Regions from separate parts of the Rattus norvegicus genome. Here all the other regions are linked to region 3. The links are chromatin contacts, called in public Hi-C maps. All regions are on one chromosome and are shown on one strand. Each heading gives the region's core, a stretch centred on a gene start, on an enhancer-like site or on the middle of the called end of the contact. The rest is flanking DNA. Distances are from core to core; before and after follow the strand shown.

Region 1 (4,300 bases), core at 1,315-3,814, 280 kb after region 3:
TCAGACCCTCTATTTTACAACTGAGGAAAGTTGACTTGGCCAAGGACACCTAAGGAATTGGAGGTAGTGGCAGCTGGCTCTCTTTTCACTCTGGTCCCAGCTATCCCAACCACTGGTGAAGGTGGAGCAGCAGTTGCAGCAGCTGCAGTTGTTCTCCAGAAGGAGGAGAAAATGTCAAGGGCTATCCAGACTCTAGCCGAGAGGCACGAGCTTATTACCAGTAGGGTTAAGGATAGAAAAATATTCCCTGCTTCAGGGATACAACCTACCAATTATGAACTTCACGGCAACAGTGAAGCATCAACAGGGTTCACAATCAAGACTCTAAACCCATCCTGGGTGAGGGCATAGTTTGCATTCTCTGGCTATGAGACAACACTGAAGTAGATCTGGAAAAAAATAAATAAATAACACAGAGAGGTTTGGGCTGCCAGATTATTCGAGCTGACATTATTACTATCACGCCCAGTGATTAAGAAGAAAATAAAGGCTGAGTCCCACTTGTCTAATTTGATTATCAGAGAAGCCCTGTGTTGATTACTAACGTCTGCTTGCAATTGGGGGCAGAAAAGAGGGAGCCAACCAGCTGAAAGCCAGGCAATCACACACAGGGGCCTGAGGTCTGCCTAAATGAAATTTAATAATAAGTGGGATGTGCTCCCAGATAAAGAGGTAAATAACAGACAGCGAGAAGGGAGGTTCAGCTTGTATAGGCAGAAAGGGGATGCTAGCCAAGCTGGCATGTTTGGAGAAATGGCCTATGTTGAAAGAGGAAGACAGGCTCAGGGCAAGAGGAAGGCAGGGAGGCAGAGGACAGAAAGCAGACGGTGAATTAGAGATGAGGCTCTCGTGAGTGGGGTCTCAGGAGAGGATTATAAGTGCATTCAGGGTCATGAACAAGAAGTGTTGGTGTACAGAAGGGATCTGTGGCCGAATCACAAAAATCTCGGAGCCAAGAGAAGAAAGATTGCAAGCTGGAAGGCCACCAGCTGCTGCTTAAATACTGCCTTCGTGTGGCAAAAGGAAAGAAAGGCGTCATCTCAGAGGCTGCCCTGTGGGTACCAGCAGATCCCACTTGAAGGCACCAAGCCATCCCGTAGCCTAAGGATACTTGCAGAAAGTAAAACCTGCAATCAGATGTCCCAGAGGAACACCTTCTAGATGATGCTGATACAGGAGGGAGGAAAGGATGCTAAGCTAATGCTGGACCTGAAATTGTTCCGTTTGTCTGTCAAATGAGTACAGTTTCATAGTTCATATTGGAAATAAGAGAATGAGAAAGACATTTAAAATAAGGGGACTGAGGTCACCCTCTGCAGTTGGTTAAAACTGCCAGATCTCAGTAGACATAATCAAAAGTCCCCCGCCCCTAAACCATAGTTCTCAACCTGTGGGTCGCAACCCCTTTGGAGTCAGAATGACTCTTTCACAGGGGTCACCTAAGACCATCTGAGAAGACAAATATTTACATTACAATTCATAACAGTAGCAAAATTATGAAGTAGCAACAAAAATAATTTTTTGGTTGGGGGAACCACAATAACACGAACTGTATTAAAGATCACGAGTTAAGAACCACCACTCTAAACAGTCAAGAAAGCACCAGGCAGGGTGGCTCATGTCGTTAATCCTAGTATTCAGGAAGCTTAGGCCAGAAGACAGAGAGGTCACAACCAATCTGAGCTACATAGTGAGACCCTATCTCAAAAACAAATCAAACAACAAATGCTGGGCATGGTGGTGCACTTAAGGCCTGTACTTGGGAGGCAGAGGCAGGCAGATCACTGTGAGTTTGAGTGAGGCCAGCCTGGTCTACAAAGTGACCCAGAGATACATAGTGAGACCCTGTCAAAATAGATAGATAGATAGATAGATAGATAGATAGATAGATAGATAGGCAGACAGACATATGGATAGACAGACTAATGATACTGAACAGAATTTTTGGACTAAATAGGAGATGAATCCATAGCAAAGAGAAGGAGTAGAGGCCGTACCTCTCCAGGAAACTCAGTTCCTGGACCTAAAGAGTTCCAGCCCTGTGAACAAGACTGTCCCTACGGAGGCCCTCTCAGTGCAAGGCAATTGCATATTCTAGCCATCTAACTCCACATCTTGGCTCTGGTCTCAAAAATCTTAGCTTAAGCTTGTTTTATTCCACGGGGAAAATACTCTCTTAATTTAGAATCTCCCCAGCGCTTGCCCCTATAGCCTTCCTTAGAGAGCAAGGCCTATTTGTCCCCAACGGAGAAGGGAAAACACCACACCACCTGAGTTCTGAGCCTCATTCTCTGTGTCCTGCTGGATTCCCAGGTAGAGAGCTACAGCCAGCCTTGAGCTTTGCCTATGAGGAGAGCCAGTTTATGGGGAAGTCAGGCAAGAACAACGATAGGATGTGGAAAAATGTCTCAAAAGACCTGCAGCTGAGCCACTCAGTGGCTGTGAGTCTCCTACTTGTAAAATGTGTGCGCCAGGCTCTAAACCAGCAACATGCACACCGGGATCTCTCAGGTCACGATAAGCATGAGCAGACCCACGGTGCAGGGTAGAATGTGCTCCTTGTGCCCACCGTCCTCTTGACTTTGGAAACTTATTTCTTAGTGCCACTTTTTTTTAAACAGCTGTACTGTGCTTTCTCATTACAGATCCTACACAATTATCAGGACAGACACCCTGCTGCATGAAGAAAAGGCAAACAGCTTTGTTTAAAACTGAAACAATCATTTATAAAGTGAGGAACAGAAAGACCTTCTAACACATTCACAGGTTATTTTAATATGTTCCGAATAAATGCTAAGAAAAGGCAGTGTTTATAAATAGTCTTCAAAACAGCCCCCTCCACTTTGTTGATGTGCTCCAGCTTGTCAATGTCCCTATTGTGCAGGGCCCCGAGCTGAATATAATTAAATCCTATTACCCAGGAAAACTCGCAGCATGGTTGGTCTGACAAATTTGATAATTTATTAATTCAATCCTTAAATGTAACAGGATGAATTCTGGGCCTGAGAGTTGGGGGTGGATGAGGTGGTACTGTACCATTCCTCCCCTCAAAGAGATTATAATCCAACAGAGGGCATGCCCATAGAAGTAGTTAGACAGTCCCAGTCAAAAATGGGTGGTCACTAGGACCCAATCAGCAGCCAGAAGCAGCAGCCTCTAAACTCTTAGGTGACAAGGTTTTCTCTACCTGCCTTCCTTCCTTTGTAGTAAGAGATAGCCCAGGAAAGTGCCTGCAGTTGTGACCTCCAGTCAGACTGGCAGGGTGTCAATCTGGCGGAGTGTGACTCCAGCTCTGGGCTCTTGCTTTGAGAAGTGGTTAACATCTGTCAACCACAGTGTCCTCATTTTTTGAACTAGGACCGACAGAGCTAACTACTTCATAGATTGGATAAAGAAGGAGACAATGTCCACAAAACAAACAGCAAAAGTGAACGATGGTTTAGTTGGTAAAGTGCCTCATCTCACAAGTATGAAGCCCCCAGCTTGGACCCCCAGAGCCCATGTGTGGTGGCTATTCTTGAGCATCAGTTTGACTACATCTGGAACTAAAATCCAAAGATCAAGGGCACAATCGTGGGGGACTTGTTTTGTTTTTGCTTTATTTAAAGTAGGAAGATCCACTTCTACTCTGGATCTCTGAGTTATGAATCACACCTTTAATCCAGATCTTTCAAACTGGGAATCAGGATCTTGAAGCAATAAGATAACGTCATATCTATCTTTAATCTGGACCGCACCTTCTGCTGGAGGTCTACATGAGGACACAGAAGACTGAAGCCTTTGCTCTCTGTCTGCTTTCTCTTGCCTTGTTAGTGAGTCCATTCCTTCACTAGCATTAGAGCCTGACTCTCTGGGATTCCACCTCAGATTGAAGGCCAGCTGAGAAAGCCAGCTCGGTGAATGGAGCAACTACTGCATTCTTGGACTTTGACTTGACTACCAGACATCGTTGGATTAGCTGGGCTGCAGCTTATAAATCATTCTAATAAATCCCCTTTATATATGTGTATGTGTGTATATACATATATGTGTGCATATATATGTATATATACATACTTATGTGTGTATACACACATAGATGATGGATAGATAGATAGATGATAGATAGAAGATAGATAAATAGATGATAGATAGATGATAGAAATATTTATTCTATATGGTCTGATACTCTAGGGAACTCCAACTAATATACTATAGAAAAGGCTGGGTGAGGCAACTCCAGGACTGGGTTAGGGCATGGAGATAGGAAGATTCCTGAAGCTCATTGCTCAGCTAGCCTAGCCAAATCCATGAGTTCCAG
Region 2 (3,970 bases), core at 1,348-3,847, 310 kb before region 3:
GTGAACTAGTCTATGGGGGGAGGGCGGCAATGGTGGGAGGGTTGGGAGGGGAACACCCATAAGGAAGGGGAGGGGGGAGGGGGATGTTTGCCCGGAAACCGGGAAAGGGAATAACACTCGAAATGTATATAAGAAATACTCAAGTTAATAAAAAAAAAAAAAGACAAAAAAAAAATGATAATATGCCTGAGGGTACATGTCAGATACGGGGCTGCCATTACGTTTTCTATTATGAGCAACATCATCTTCCTGAACCTCAGTCTTCTTATCTGTTAAATAGGAGCATTGACTTCAAAGCGTCTGAGATTTCTTAAGATAAATCTTAAATGCAGCATCACTTGTGATAAATAAAGTCTGTGTGTAGTTGTACGGCTCTGTTTGTGGGGGGAAGCCTTTAAGGGTGCTACGTGTGGTGTATATACCAGTGTTCATTATCTTAGATGATTGATTTGCAATATGCAATACTTTCTATCCAGGTATGGTAGCTCAATCTGCAATCCCAGCACTCAGATGGCTATGGCAAGAGGATCACCATGCAGTTAAGAGCAACTTGCAATACATAGTCAGTTCCAGGCTAGCGTAGATTAAATGAGAGCTAGAGTAAGACCCTGTCTCATAAAACCAGTCAATAAATCATCAATCAGTCAACCACTCAGTTGATTGATTCTCTAACAAGAAATCAAAAAATAATTTCCTCCAAAATGGATCAAGTTACATAAATTTTCCAAAATAGCTTATTTCAGGATACATTTTAAGATTTTTTTAATGCATATATGTGCGGATGGGTACCAGTGGGCAACAGAAGATGCTATTAGATATCCCTGAGCTGGAATTACAGGAGTTCTTGAACTGGGAACCAAACTCAAGTTCACTGGAAGAACAATAAATGTTCTTAACCAGAGAGCCATCTCTCGAGTCCCTCTGACCCATGGTAAATAAAAATATGTCCTAAAAGATTCAGTGTATTTGAAAATTATTGTCCAAAGCTAGAGTCACTCATATTTTTGAAAAGACAAAGTTTTTGATGTGATTGTTTTCTAGGAACTTTTTTTTTCTAATATTGTGCTTTAATTTGTTGGATGTACTCTTAGATTCACTTCTTGATTCAAAATGTATTTATTGAATTGGAAATAGTGATTTGCTTGGTATAACAGTGTATTTCACAACAAAAAAAAACTAGAACTAGATTGAGATTATACATGTAAATCTTTTAAAACAATACCGAAAAACATACATTGAACATTAAGTATGAGTAGTGGTTACAACTATTGTTGATATCACATGAACTTTATAGTCATTTAGTGGAGAGAGAGAGAGAGAGAGAGAGAGAGAGAGAGAGAGAGAGAGAGGATTCAAGATATATATAATCAAAATTATTTCCAGTAGAAAAGGTTACAAAAGACAGAGTGTAACCTGTAATAACCCCAGGAGCAGTCCCTAGGTTAGACACAGAAGTGGCCCTGTGTTTGGCCATTGGGTACTAGGATTTCTGGTGGCAATTGTAAAAGTAGTGAGATCTGGACTCTAGAATATGGTTGAGTGAGTCCCAAGTGGACTTTCAAAATAAAGTATAGTCAGACCTCTTAAAAGGACGGAGAGTGACAATTTCATCTTGTTAGGCAATGTGGTTAGTTTGTTTGTTTGCTTGCTTTTGCTTACAGGCTAATGAAAGTAGTTAATTGATCGTCTACAGATGCAGGGGGAAAATCCCCTCAAAGGAGGAAAATCCCCCCCAATGAAGTAAGTGATCGAGTCTCTGAGGCAGGGACCACTTTACATTAGCCAAGGAGGCTGCTGTTAGGAGGAGCTATTCTTTGTTGACAAGTAGGAATGCAGCCAATAATCTGAAGGGCTTAATTCCTGTCGGCAGCTGTTCACTGGGAACCCACTTGGTGCAAAGATAACACTGGGGACAATGGGAAGCCAAGCAGGTAAGTCAAGGGTCTACCTCTAATCACTACAGAATGTAGGGGAGACAAGATGTTAGAAGGCTTCAGGAGAGGACCTAAACCAAATGAGCAGAAATAGGGAAGGGTCTTGCAGGCTGCCTATTCTTTTTCATCTTTCTCTTCCTTTCCCTTCCCCCTCTACACTACAAGCCTTTGCCCTGGGCCTCCCCAAGGACAATAGAAGAGCTGCCCTTGATGAACAGGAGAGGATTCTCCTTGCCTGCCTCTCGGCATACGGTTGCCTAGCTTTGACTTTGCTCTGTAGAGAATAAATCACAGCCACTCCACTCCCTGGTGAAGGTCCCCAGGGAGATCGGACCTCATCTCCTCCCGGAGAGCCTGCCTATAACATGGGATTGTCAGGTACAAAGAGGGGGAAACCTTCAGAGGCCCACACCCCTGTTTGGAGAGCAAGGAGGGTCAAGGGGAATAATTGCTAGCAGTTGAATGTGAGCAACTGTGGGGGGATTGGAAGGAAAAAGGTTTTAAGAAGGGAAGAAAGCGAAAGAGGAAAAGAAAAGCCTGTGCAACCCCCTCCCCGCCTTCTCCCCCAAACTCCATAGTCTATGCACAGAGAACTGCATGGTGGTCTGGGTCCTTGTAGAACATTTGTGTGCCGGACAATAGCACAGCCTGGCTTCAGATCATCAGCTGCTGGTTTCTGGTTAGCTCTCCCTTTATGTGAGAGCACAATGCGAGCCTTCAGTCACACTGACTCTTGAGAAATACATCTGGTTTTTTCTTTCAGACGTTCTGAAAAGGTCAGCCTGTTCGTTTCTTAGACGCGAGACACCACATATTTTTTTTCTCCCTCTGAACTGGAAAGACAGACCTACACCTTTTCTTGCCTCCTGGTACATAATTAGACATGGTGCAGCTCTCACAGCCAGCCAGCCCATCCCGTGCACTTTGCAGAGACACAGCCCAGCATCCCTGGCTGCTGAACTCGTGGGCTGATCACAAAGGCTCCATACAGTCTCTCCCTTCCCCGCCTGGAGACCCTGGGATTCTCTGGCTGGTTGTTTTGTTAATTATGACAAGGACTCCCCCCAGCCTGTCCCCCAACACAGTGCATGACCAGTGATGCTGTCTGTGGCAGAAGGAAGGTTGGAGAATTTTGCACACACAAAACAAAACAACACACACACACACACACACACACACACACACACACACGCACACATCACAAACCTCACATTTTAATCATTTTCACTCCAGTGATGGTTAAGATTCTCCATGCGCGTTGTAACATAATAATAAATGTGCCCATGAGGGAAGAATGCTCAGCAGCTGGTGTCTGACAGATTATCTCATTCCAGACAGGCAAACGGTCCATGGTAAGGAGAGGCTGGAGCCTGAAGAGGCAATTTGGCACACATTGGGGTTTCACCTCTCGATGACGGAGGTCCAAGTGGCCCACCACATCCAGGCCTGTGTCCCTCAGAGCTTCTCTCTGGCTCATCGCCTCCCAGAGCTCCTGACAGCCATAGAAAAGGGGATTATTCTGTGAGCTAAGCCAGCTCATCTCTCTCACCCCTCCTCTAGGGCACTCACATTCTAACCAGAAGAAGTAATTATGGTCCCCACTCCGCCCCCAGCCCCCTGCATGAGCTCAGCTCTTTCAGGCGTGATACAAGCTATTTCCTCTCCCCACTGATGTCTTCACCTCCACAACAAACTCCTGCGTTCCAAACCCATCTAGAGTCCTTCCGCAGAAGAAGGCAAGTCGCTGACTTCCAGAAGCTTCTAAAACATTTCTCCTGTTATTTCAGTGTTGCCGTCACTTGTGTTCTGTGAACTTCTGCCACAGCAGCTGGGCATGGGTATTTCCTAATGAAGCCCAAGCGTAGGGTACCGTGGTAAATGTTTTTCTTCTACGGGTTCGCTTTAGCCTCATAACCCTAAATGGAAGGGAGGAACTTTACAATGAGAAGCTTGACGTTGCATGATGGGCCCCAGAAAAATTTCCCTGAGATGGTGGGGCTGGAAAAGCCCTGCCTTGTCCCTGTTCCTGAATTCAA
Region 3 (4,266 bases), core at 1,042-3,541:
ACCTGGAAAGAAGGGAGTCTTCCCCCTTTGCACAAAGCCAGTCGGATCTCACTGCGGAGCAGCCTCAGAGATCTTTCCTTTCTTCCTCTGCTTTCTTTGACTCCCGGCTTCCTTGCGCCGGAGTCCTTTCTCCTCGCTCTCCTCTCTCTGACTTCCCCCCCTCCCCTCCCCTCCCCTCATCCTCCCCCTCCTTTCTTCTCCACCGCACGCGTAGTGTCATTTATTTATTTATTTATCACCCCCAGCCATCAACACCCTTTTAGGACTCCCAAGCTTTTCAATGTGAGTGGGAGGAGAAAAGGGCAGGAAGTGTTGACTGGAAGGGGGTTAGATCGTGCGTCAGGGTGAGACATTCTGCCCTGGAATACACAATCAGGAAAATCTTGGGAAATGAGAATTTTAGCTGTGCTTAGGAAACGCCGCTATCCGATGAGAACCAACTCCGTGCCGTGCGTGTCTCCTCTGCTTTTATTGTATGGGTTTACCAGTCTAGCTGCCCTGACTGTGGGGGAGGGGAAAGGGGGCAAGTATTAAAGAGGACAATCTCGCCCAGGATCCTCAACACCGCGCCTTCACCGGATGCGCGCTCCTCTATGCGAAGGAATCCAGCAACAACCCCTAATTCAGAGGCGGACAAAAGAAACTTTAATTAAGGTCTCTGCCCCGCGCGCCGTGCTGCGTGCTTTTTCTCTCTTGGGGCTGTTGATGTCCAACTAGAGGATCTGAGAAATAGAGATGGTTCCACCAACTCATGCCCTTGAACTTCGATTACTCCTGACTTGCTGTATTGATTTTTTTCTTCTCTATTTTTTGTTTTGTTTTGTTTTGTTTTTGGTACCATAGTTCCCCTCATTAACCATCTTTAGGAGATCTTTAACCTGGTGAGAGAAGGGGTGGAAAACCATTCTTGGAAGAAGTATCGTCCTGAACAGACAATTTTGGGGGAAATTACACTAAATAAAAATTCAAGGTGTGATGCTGCAGTTTGGCTCTCTTGTCTTCAACACCATGGCACCTTATCATTAGGAGCGATGATTGTTACTTTCCAAGCCTTTAGATGATCAGCCGGAAAGTGCAAACAATGTGCAAACAACACCGGGCGTGAGGGTGGAAAGTTATTTAAGCACGCCCCCCCCCCCCAGCTCTGGTGCGCCGTCAAAACATTTCACAAGTTCAGAAAAGAAAGTGGTAGCTTCTAGATCAGAATGATGGGTTCCTTCTTCTTTCCAAATCAGAAGAGATATAAAACGCACAATGAGCCTTTAGAGGGCGAAGGCTTAAAAATGCGTGCCAGTAATGGACAACTTGAGCCCTTCACTGAAGATACACTGAAAGCTGGAAAGGAATTAAAAAGCCCCACGTGGTTGATCTGGGTTTAGACTTGCAACCTTCAGTTCTTTGCAAAGATTGGCCTCTAGATGGATACATTTGAGGGACCCTCTGGAGCCGGGGTTGGGCGCTTGGGGCAGAGCTGACGGTGCGAGCGCTTCGGGGTCCCCATTAGGGGCTTGCTCCTCTGACCAGGGAGGCCGGGCGCCTCCTGAATCCTAGAGCGCACGCCTGGGACCCGGCGGTCCCGCTTCTCGCACCGCCTTTTCCGCAGGTCTTTATTCATCTCATCTCTCTTCCCCTTCTCCACCTCCTTTGCCTCCTTCTCCTCCTCTTCCTCCTCCTCCTCCACCACCACCACCACCTCCTCCTCCTCCTCCGCCGCCGCCGCCACCTCCTCCTCTTACATCTCACTGGCCTGGCTCTGTGTTGTTCAGAGTGACAAAGACAATGTCCCAGCCTTAACTTTGCAACCACCTTGCCTCCTTCTGGGGTTCAGCGCGGGAGGGGGGTGGGCAGCAGTCGCAGCTTCAGCATCTCCTCCAGCTTCTCCTGCGCTTCTTCAGCTCTTGGATAATTCTTCCCATTTTCTCCCAGCCCTTTTCTCATTTATTTCTTTCTTTCCCTTCCTCTCTCCAGCACGTTGTTGTTATTAGAAAGGCTTCGCGCACCCCCTGGTGCTCCGGCGTTTTGTGTGGCAGGAGAAGATTGTCTTCTCTCTTTCTGTCTTGCTTTCTCTCTCCCTCTGGTTGCTCATTATTCAGAGAGAGACACAGAGGGAGGGAGAGAGAGAGAGAGAGCGCGCGCGAGGGAGAGGGAGGAGAGGAGAGAGAAGAGCAGAGAGAGAGGAGAGAGAGAGAGAGAGAGAGAGAGAGAGAGAGAGAGAGAGAGAGAGAGTAAGTGAGAGGAGAGGGAGGGAGAGGGGAGAGAGACGGATATCTCAGGTCATCTGCAGCTGCAGCGAGTCTGAGGAGCCGAGGAAGGCAGGGAAGATGGCGATCCTCCATTGCTGAGACCCGGCAGAAGCACATGAGACTCCCAAACAACTTCCACAACAATAACCCGAGCAGGAAGAGGAGAAAGAGAAAGAGGATAAGGAGGCGGTGGGGCTGGAGAACCCGAAGCACCTCCCGGCGCCGGGACGCTTCTTCTGTAAGTTACTGCAATTAACCACCACCTCCGGGGTGGTCTGAGTGCTCCGCGGAGGAGAGCGCGGGGCGGTGGAGGCACAAACGCGCTCATTCATTCGGCCAAGGAGGGCTGGCGGCACGGGGAGGAGAGGAAGTCCCCTGCATGGGCTGGCTAGGAGGAGAGAGGAGAAGAAGCTAAAGAGAGACCGAGGAGGAGGAGAAGGGGGGGGGGAGGAGGGAGAGCAGCTGGGGGAGGAGGAAGAGGAGGAGAAGAAGCTAGGGAGGAAGAGGAGGAGGAAGAGGAGAAGGTGGTGGTGGTAGCTGTGGAGGTGGCTGTGCTTTTCCTGCTGGCTGCTCCTTCTGCCTTCTGCTTTGGGGTGGAGGGGGGGTGGCGAGCCCTGTGGCTTAATTAATTTCGTGTAGTTCTGTGAAGAGAAGAGAGAGAGAAAAAATGAAAGATGAGTGAGGATTGAGCTGGAGGCTTAGGACGGATGCTCGGAGTGTGGGGACAGGAGTAGGAACAGAGAAGGGGGGCGGAGGGCTGGAGGCCAGGGGAGACCTGAGCCCGAGCCAGAGGGAGCGAGCAAGGGGTCAGAGGAGGGAGCGCTCAGTGCGAGCGGCCCCGACCTGAGCGGGTTGACCTCTTTCTTTCTCTGTCCCTCTGCTTCCTTTCCCCTCCTCTGTCTGCCTGTCCCCTGCCCGATGGCAAAGCCGTGTGGATTGGCACCCCCCTCTTCCCCAGGTATTTGGTTCCCTCTCTCTCTCTCTCTCTCTCTCTCTCTCTCTCTCTCTCTCTCTCTCTCTCTCTCTCTCTTCTCTCTCCGAAGTTGGGATGCGGGGTCTGGATGTGTCGAGGGGGTAGCAGCCGCCGCTGCTGCTACTGGGGAGGAGAGAGGCGATAAACGAGAGGGGGGGTGCTGCTTGCCGGGTGGGGGCGCAGGTTGAGGGACAGCTAAGGAGCTGTCTCTAGGCTGAAGGTTCAGAAGCGTCGGTTGCAGGAGGACAACGGTTTCTGGAGAGGAGAAGCCATTACACACGCTCGGCTCTCCTCTGAGGCTGGGAGAAAGGAAGGCAGGGGCCTGGAGTGGGGGTGGGGGGGCTCTCACTCCTGGTGCGGTTCCCAGGGGTCTGCCCTCCCTCCAGGCACGGGGGGAAGCCTCAGCCGCCCCCATTGGAGCAGCCCCTCTCTTTCCCTTTCTTTATCTCCCTGTCCTCCATTTGCAAGCTGTCTGCTTTGGTTCCAGTCCAGACTCCAAAACACAAAGCTCCTTCTCACGTTCATTCTCCAGGCTGTTCACCATCCCTGAAGGAACCCTGGATTTCTTTTCATTGTGGCTCCTAACCTACAGAGAGGGAGGGGAGGAGATTGCCTGGAGTTCCTTTTATATTCCTCCCCAACCTTTAAAAAAAAGAAGAAGAAGAAGAGAGAAAAGAAAAGAAAAAAGTTTCATTTTTAAGCATGCGCCTGGGATGGGGAAAGACCAACCAGTTGGGGCTTTCTCCAGGGCTCCCGGGGGCTGTGTCTGAGTGTCTGTGTTGGCTGTTTGGCTTGCTTTGGTTTTGTTTCTGGAGGTTGCTTGCAGGTTTGGGGAGGAAGTGACTAGTTGGGTTGAGAGCTGGGAACTGAGTCAGGTAACCCTTGTCATTCTGTAACTCTACCAGAAAATGGAGGAGAGCAGGCTTCCAGGAGACAAAGCTGAGATGAGAAGTGTTTATAAAATTATGGATGGCTCCATTTTGAAGCTGTTGGTGATGGCTGAAGGAGTAAGCATTTCCAGCCTGCTCCTTCTCCCTCTCCAGAGGGAGA
Region 4 (4,053 bases), core at 1,249-3,748, 310 kb after region 3:
GCCAAAGTCCCAACATTGGTGGTACCCAAATGGCCAGTTTCAGAGTGTTAGATGCCATTGACCAAACTGAAGACTCAAGAAGGAGTGGCCATCAAGAAGACAATCTACGTAGACCTAAATTAGATCTATGTGTATAACGGGTCTGTCTGAGGTGGTAACAGGCTCGTCAGAATGGTGGGCCTGGGAAACCCAGTAGACAGGACTGAGGGAGGGTGAAGATTGCAGCACATCTTGCCACTGACTGGATCCATCTCAGGTCCGGGATTAGACAGCTAGCGAGAGTGCCAGCAGGAACAGTAGAAACTGTGACCACAATGTTAACTCATTTTCCTGGGAATCTCTTGTGTTCATTTACCTCAATGGTTCTCCACCTTCCTAATGCTGTTGACCCTTTAATACCGTTCACCCCAACAGTAAAATTATTTCCATTGCTACTTCATAACTGTAACCTTGCTACTGTTATGAATTGTTATGTAAATATCTGATGTGGAAGATATATTATATTCGACCCCTAAATGGGGTTGTGACCCATAGGTTGAGACCCACTCGTTTAGCTTAAAGCTGTTGGCTAGGGTGGGTGGGGGAGGGTGTCAAGGTGCCACATCTTCAATTTGATTTATTTTTCAAGCCCTTGATCAGCTGTGTTTATGAGCACTGATGGTCAAGGACATGTCTCCAGGGGAGGTCATTGTGGCGCTTTACAAAGCTGTTAGAGAAACAGCCTGGGAAATCCATTCTCTCCAAGTCAGTAGAACACCAGTCTGTAAGAGCTGAGGTCAAGCTGTAATGTTGGGTCCTTTAATGTGTCTATTCCAACATCTTCCTGGGAAGAATATTGATTCATTAAGATAAAATTTAGCCTGGAACAGAGACAAATGGAAAACGGAGATTGGCTGATTCGTGATGTCATAACGTGTTATCTATTTGTTGTCCTTGGTCTCCCCACCATAACTTTCCACACCCCAACCCTGACCAGGGACCTTGATCTTGAAGCTCTGAGGTGAACTTCAGTTTCACTGGCTAAGGATCTGTGTCCATGGGGATGGAGCCACAGGGTAGCATTGTGACCCTGTAACAGTTCTATCTCATCAACTTGGCAGGCCCTGAGATAATTTTTAAAACAGAAAAGAAAAAATTATTGCTGGGTCCCAAAATAAAATGTTATCCTAGATATTAAATGTTGTCTAACAGACAGTAAATTTAATGGCTCTGAAGTGGCTTTAGACCTCTGAGAAGATTTTTACCTCTCAGTCTTGGCGGGGACACCAAGTACTGCTCTTCTATTTCTGCTCTGCCTTCCAACTGTCATAAATAGTTAACTGTGTGACTCCTTTCCAAAAAAAAAAAAAAAAGCCTCCCAGGAGCATCTGAAAATAGCCTCCAGGGGCTCAATGCATATTTCCTCGGGTCCTCCTCTTAATCTCTCCATATGGGTGGCTATGATTTATTGCTACTGTCACCCTGTAGACCTGCAGAAACAAAGGCAGTCAGGTTGGAAGGCAGACAGAGGTATCAGTATAGGGAGGGTCTCTTGAGAGATGGAACTGAGCATCCATTCCGGATGAGAGTGCAGGCTTCAGAGATGTCACCTCTCCTTCTCATGATTTCTCTGCAACAAACAGAGAGAGGAAGGGATGTCATCCTGTCCCAAGATGCATTGAGACTTTCCCCTCAAGTCTGAAGCTTCAACGGAGTCTCCCACAAGGCAGAACCTGCCAAAGTCCAAGGACTAGTATGACAGAGCAAGTGTACACTCATTACAAGGGGCACATGTCACCTCTGCCGTTTCCTATCTCCAGGCCAAAAGTGAGCACTCTCCTGCCAGTTTTCCAGCCCAGTGGCATGACCCGAGGCTGGCTGTCCATCAGCAGCAGTTTGATACAGAAGGAGAAGGGGAAGCCGGGCCCAACTGAGGCACCTGCCTGCTCTTGCTGGCCGTGCTCTCCTTCCTTGTGTTTATCCACAGCACGGTCACCATCTCTGCGACACTGAGCTCATCCTCAGGAAAGCAGTCCCTGCCAATAGACCACCAGTCCAGGGATCCCCTGTTGACCCAGGAGGAGGATAGGGCAGCAACCTCCCCATCTGTCTCTGTGCCTTCTGTTTTCCCCTCAACACTCCTAACAATGCACCATGATTAGTTGCAGCTCAGGCCCCCTGACACCCCTTAACCTGGAAAATCAGGCAGACTTTCGAGACAGCAATCAGCTCCCAGACACATCCAACCGTAATGTGATTACTCCATTTACCAAAATGCAAAGAGAGCTACTTGAGGCGTTTCTGATTAGGGCTGACATTATCTCTCTAATGGGCCATGGCATTAATCAAAGCTGTTGCTATGACTATGGCAATGCTGGGGAAATAACCCCAGCTTGATTCTGGCCCTGCCCAGTAGTGCCACTGAAGAAGAGGTCAGCTTTTGTTAGGGACACGGCGCGAGAATTGCTTCTTCCTGCCTGAGAAGGGTTTTCTGTTGAAATCACACCACCAGCCAGAAAGAGGCCTCTGTGTTCTCTCATGACGTTGGGTACTCTGGTTCCACAGTTCAAGATGACTTGGTGGCATTGTCCCAGGAGGAACTGTGTGTGCCCATGAATGCTGGGAGTGGAGGTACCAGGCTGATCCGTGAGACTGTCAGAGGCTTCTGTTGTCCAGCGCTATGTCTTAATTGTCCACTGACACACCCCCAACCCCCAAGAACCTGGGGAGGAGGAGAAAGATCCTTGGAAAAGCCAACTTTCCCATGGCATCAATGCTCTGGCCTCTGCTGCTCTCTCTCCATTCCAGACCTCAGAAACATTTGGCAGAGACAAACCCGTAACTACAGAGCCTACATGAGCAGATGGAAAAACAGAGGCAGAATGAAATGGGTATGACAGGCACACATGGAAAACCCTCTGGCCTCTGCTCTAGATGGCAGGGAACGCATGGTCTGGAAGAGGCATACAGGGATCAGATGATGCCACTGGTGCCGGCCATCAGAACCTGGTTCTCTTTTGCTAGTAATGAATTCTCCATAAACCCAAGTCTCCAAGTCTACCTTTTCTTAGGTGCAACTATGATCAGAAGAGGACACTCTGAGGGCATCGATATAGAGTGAGCACATGTACACACACACACACACACACACACACACACACACACACACACACTAGTTCTTGTCCAAATCTTTGCAGAATTTTCTCTGACCTTTGGTTTTCCCTACCTTCAGGACAGGCACAATGGAAATTGACTCTGCTCTCCTCACAAGGGAGTAAAATAAAAACCATTGCAATTTGAGAGAAAGTGGCTTATAAAGTCTAGAGCACAGTCAGGGTTAAAGCTCTGAAGGGGGCCCCAGCTTAGACACTCACAGGTCTGGGAGGTACCTTGCACAGAGGAGGGAGGGAGTTTTGAAGCTCCCAGGGAAACCACTACCTCAAAGACAATAACAAGCAGTACCTGTTCTGAGCCCTATTTCCAAAATGCACTTATATTTTTTAATGGGGACAAGAATTTTTAAAAACAAAAGGCTTCTGTGAAAAATCAAGAAAGAGAATGTATGTGAAAGTACGTATAACCCTGCACCCTGGATTCCTAATTAATGTTCAAGTCCCTCATTCTCTGCTTGGGGGGAAAGGTCTTGTCCTCAGGGGTGAGACCTCGGACAGCTCCTTACTTCTTAGCTGTGTGACTGAGCCCAGTCGGACACTGAATGACAGCAAACACTTGTAATGCTCTCCATGCTTGATCTCACGTAATTATAGCAACAGCCTGGTGAGGCGGGCAGGGATCATTGTCACCAGTGTGAAGGGACATCGTAGGTGACTCAGGCTGTCAGAGATACAGCTGGGATTTTAGCCCAAATTTGTCTCATTCCAAAACTGAACTTCTTTCCATGACCCTCTTGGCTAGAACTGACCTGAGTCAATTTTGTTATTCACTATGTAGATGGAAGAGGTCGTCAGGCCATGGGTCCCTGTGCGCCGTAATGAAAGCAGGTGCCACAGAAAATTCTGCCACACAGGCTCTCATTTATTAGCGGAGCAGGTGCAAAAATAGGCCTGTGTCTCT

The links. A called contact is a pair of places that touch in the nucleus more often than the background predicts.
Region 1: a Hi-C map of frontal cortex shows a contact between it and region 3, with 2.8 times the contacts expected there. The contact joins the enhancer-like site here to the promoter of Zfp462 in region 3. A contact is called at or near these places in 2 of 12 Hi-C or Micro-C datasets (the A7r5 cell line and frontal cortex) and 1 of 1 datasets of contacts at active chromatin or transcription factors (oligodendrocytes).
Region 2: a contact with region 3 is called in a Hi-C map of Schwann cells, with 5 times the contacts expected there. The contact joins the enhancer-like site here to the promoter of Zfp462 in region 3. A contact is called at or near these places in 2 of 12 Hi-C or Micro-C datasets (the A7r5 cell line and Schwann cells) and 1 of 1 datasets of contacts at active chromatin or transcription factors (oligodendrocytes).
Region 4: a contact with region 3 is called in a Hi-C map of Schwann cells, with 14 times the contacts expected there. The contact joins the enhancer-like site here to the promoter of Zfp462 in region 3. A contact is called at or near these places in 2 of 12 Hi-C or Micro-C datasets (the A7r5 cell line and Schwann cells) and 1 of 1 datasets of contacts at active chromatin or transcription factors (oligodendrocytes).

What each region holds. Positions count from the first base shown.
Region 1 is chr5:74,749,082-74,753,381 of GRCr8, forward strand. The region is part of intron 1 of LOC120103069 (40S ribosomal protein S18-like); the gene reads right to left. Among named protein-coding and RNA genes, the nearest start is that of Trnal-aag10, 86 kb to the left of the region's middle. Within about 2 kb of position 2,565, at least 22 of the 93 cell types and tissues checked have an H3K27ac peak or open chromatin away from gene starts, as enhancers often do.
Region 2 is chr5:74,157,039-74,161,008 of GRCr8, forward strand. No RefSeq gene overlaps it. Among named protein-coding and RNA genes, the nearest start is that of Zfp462, 310 kb to the right of the region's middle. Within about 2 kb of position 2,598, at least 6 of the 93 cell types and tissues checked have an H3K27ac peak or open chromatin away from gene starts, as enhancers often do. A contact at or near this core is called in Schwann cells, where this site is marked.
Region 3 is chr5:74,466,352-74,470,617 of GRCr8, forward strand. Zfp462 (zinc finger protein 462) reads left to right here and starts at 2,292. Exons shown (of 13, transcript NM_001427395.1): 1 at 2,292-2,481.
Region 4 is chr5:74,772,608-74,776,660 of GRCr8, forward strand. All of the region lies in intron 1 of LOC120103069 (40S ribosomal protein S18-like), which reads right to left. Among named protein-coding and RNA genes, the nearest start is that of Trnal-aag10, 110 kb to the left of the region's middle. Within about 2 kb of position 2,499, at least 11 of the 93 cell types and tissues checked have an H3K27ac peak or open chromatin away from gene starts, as enhancers often do. A contact at or near this core is called in Schwann cells, where this site is marked.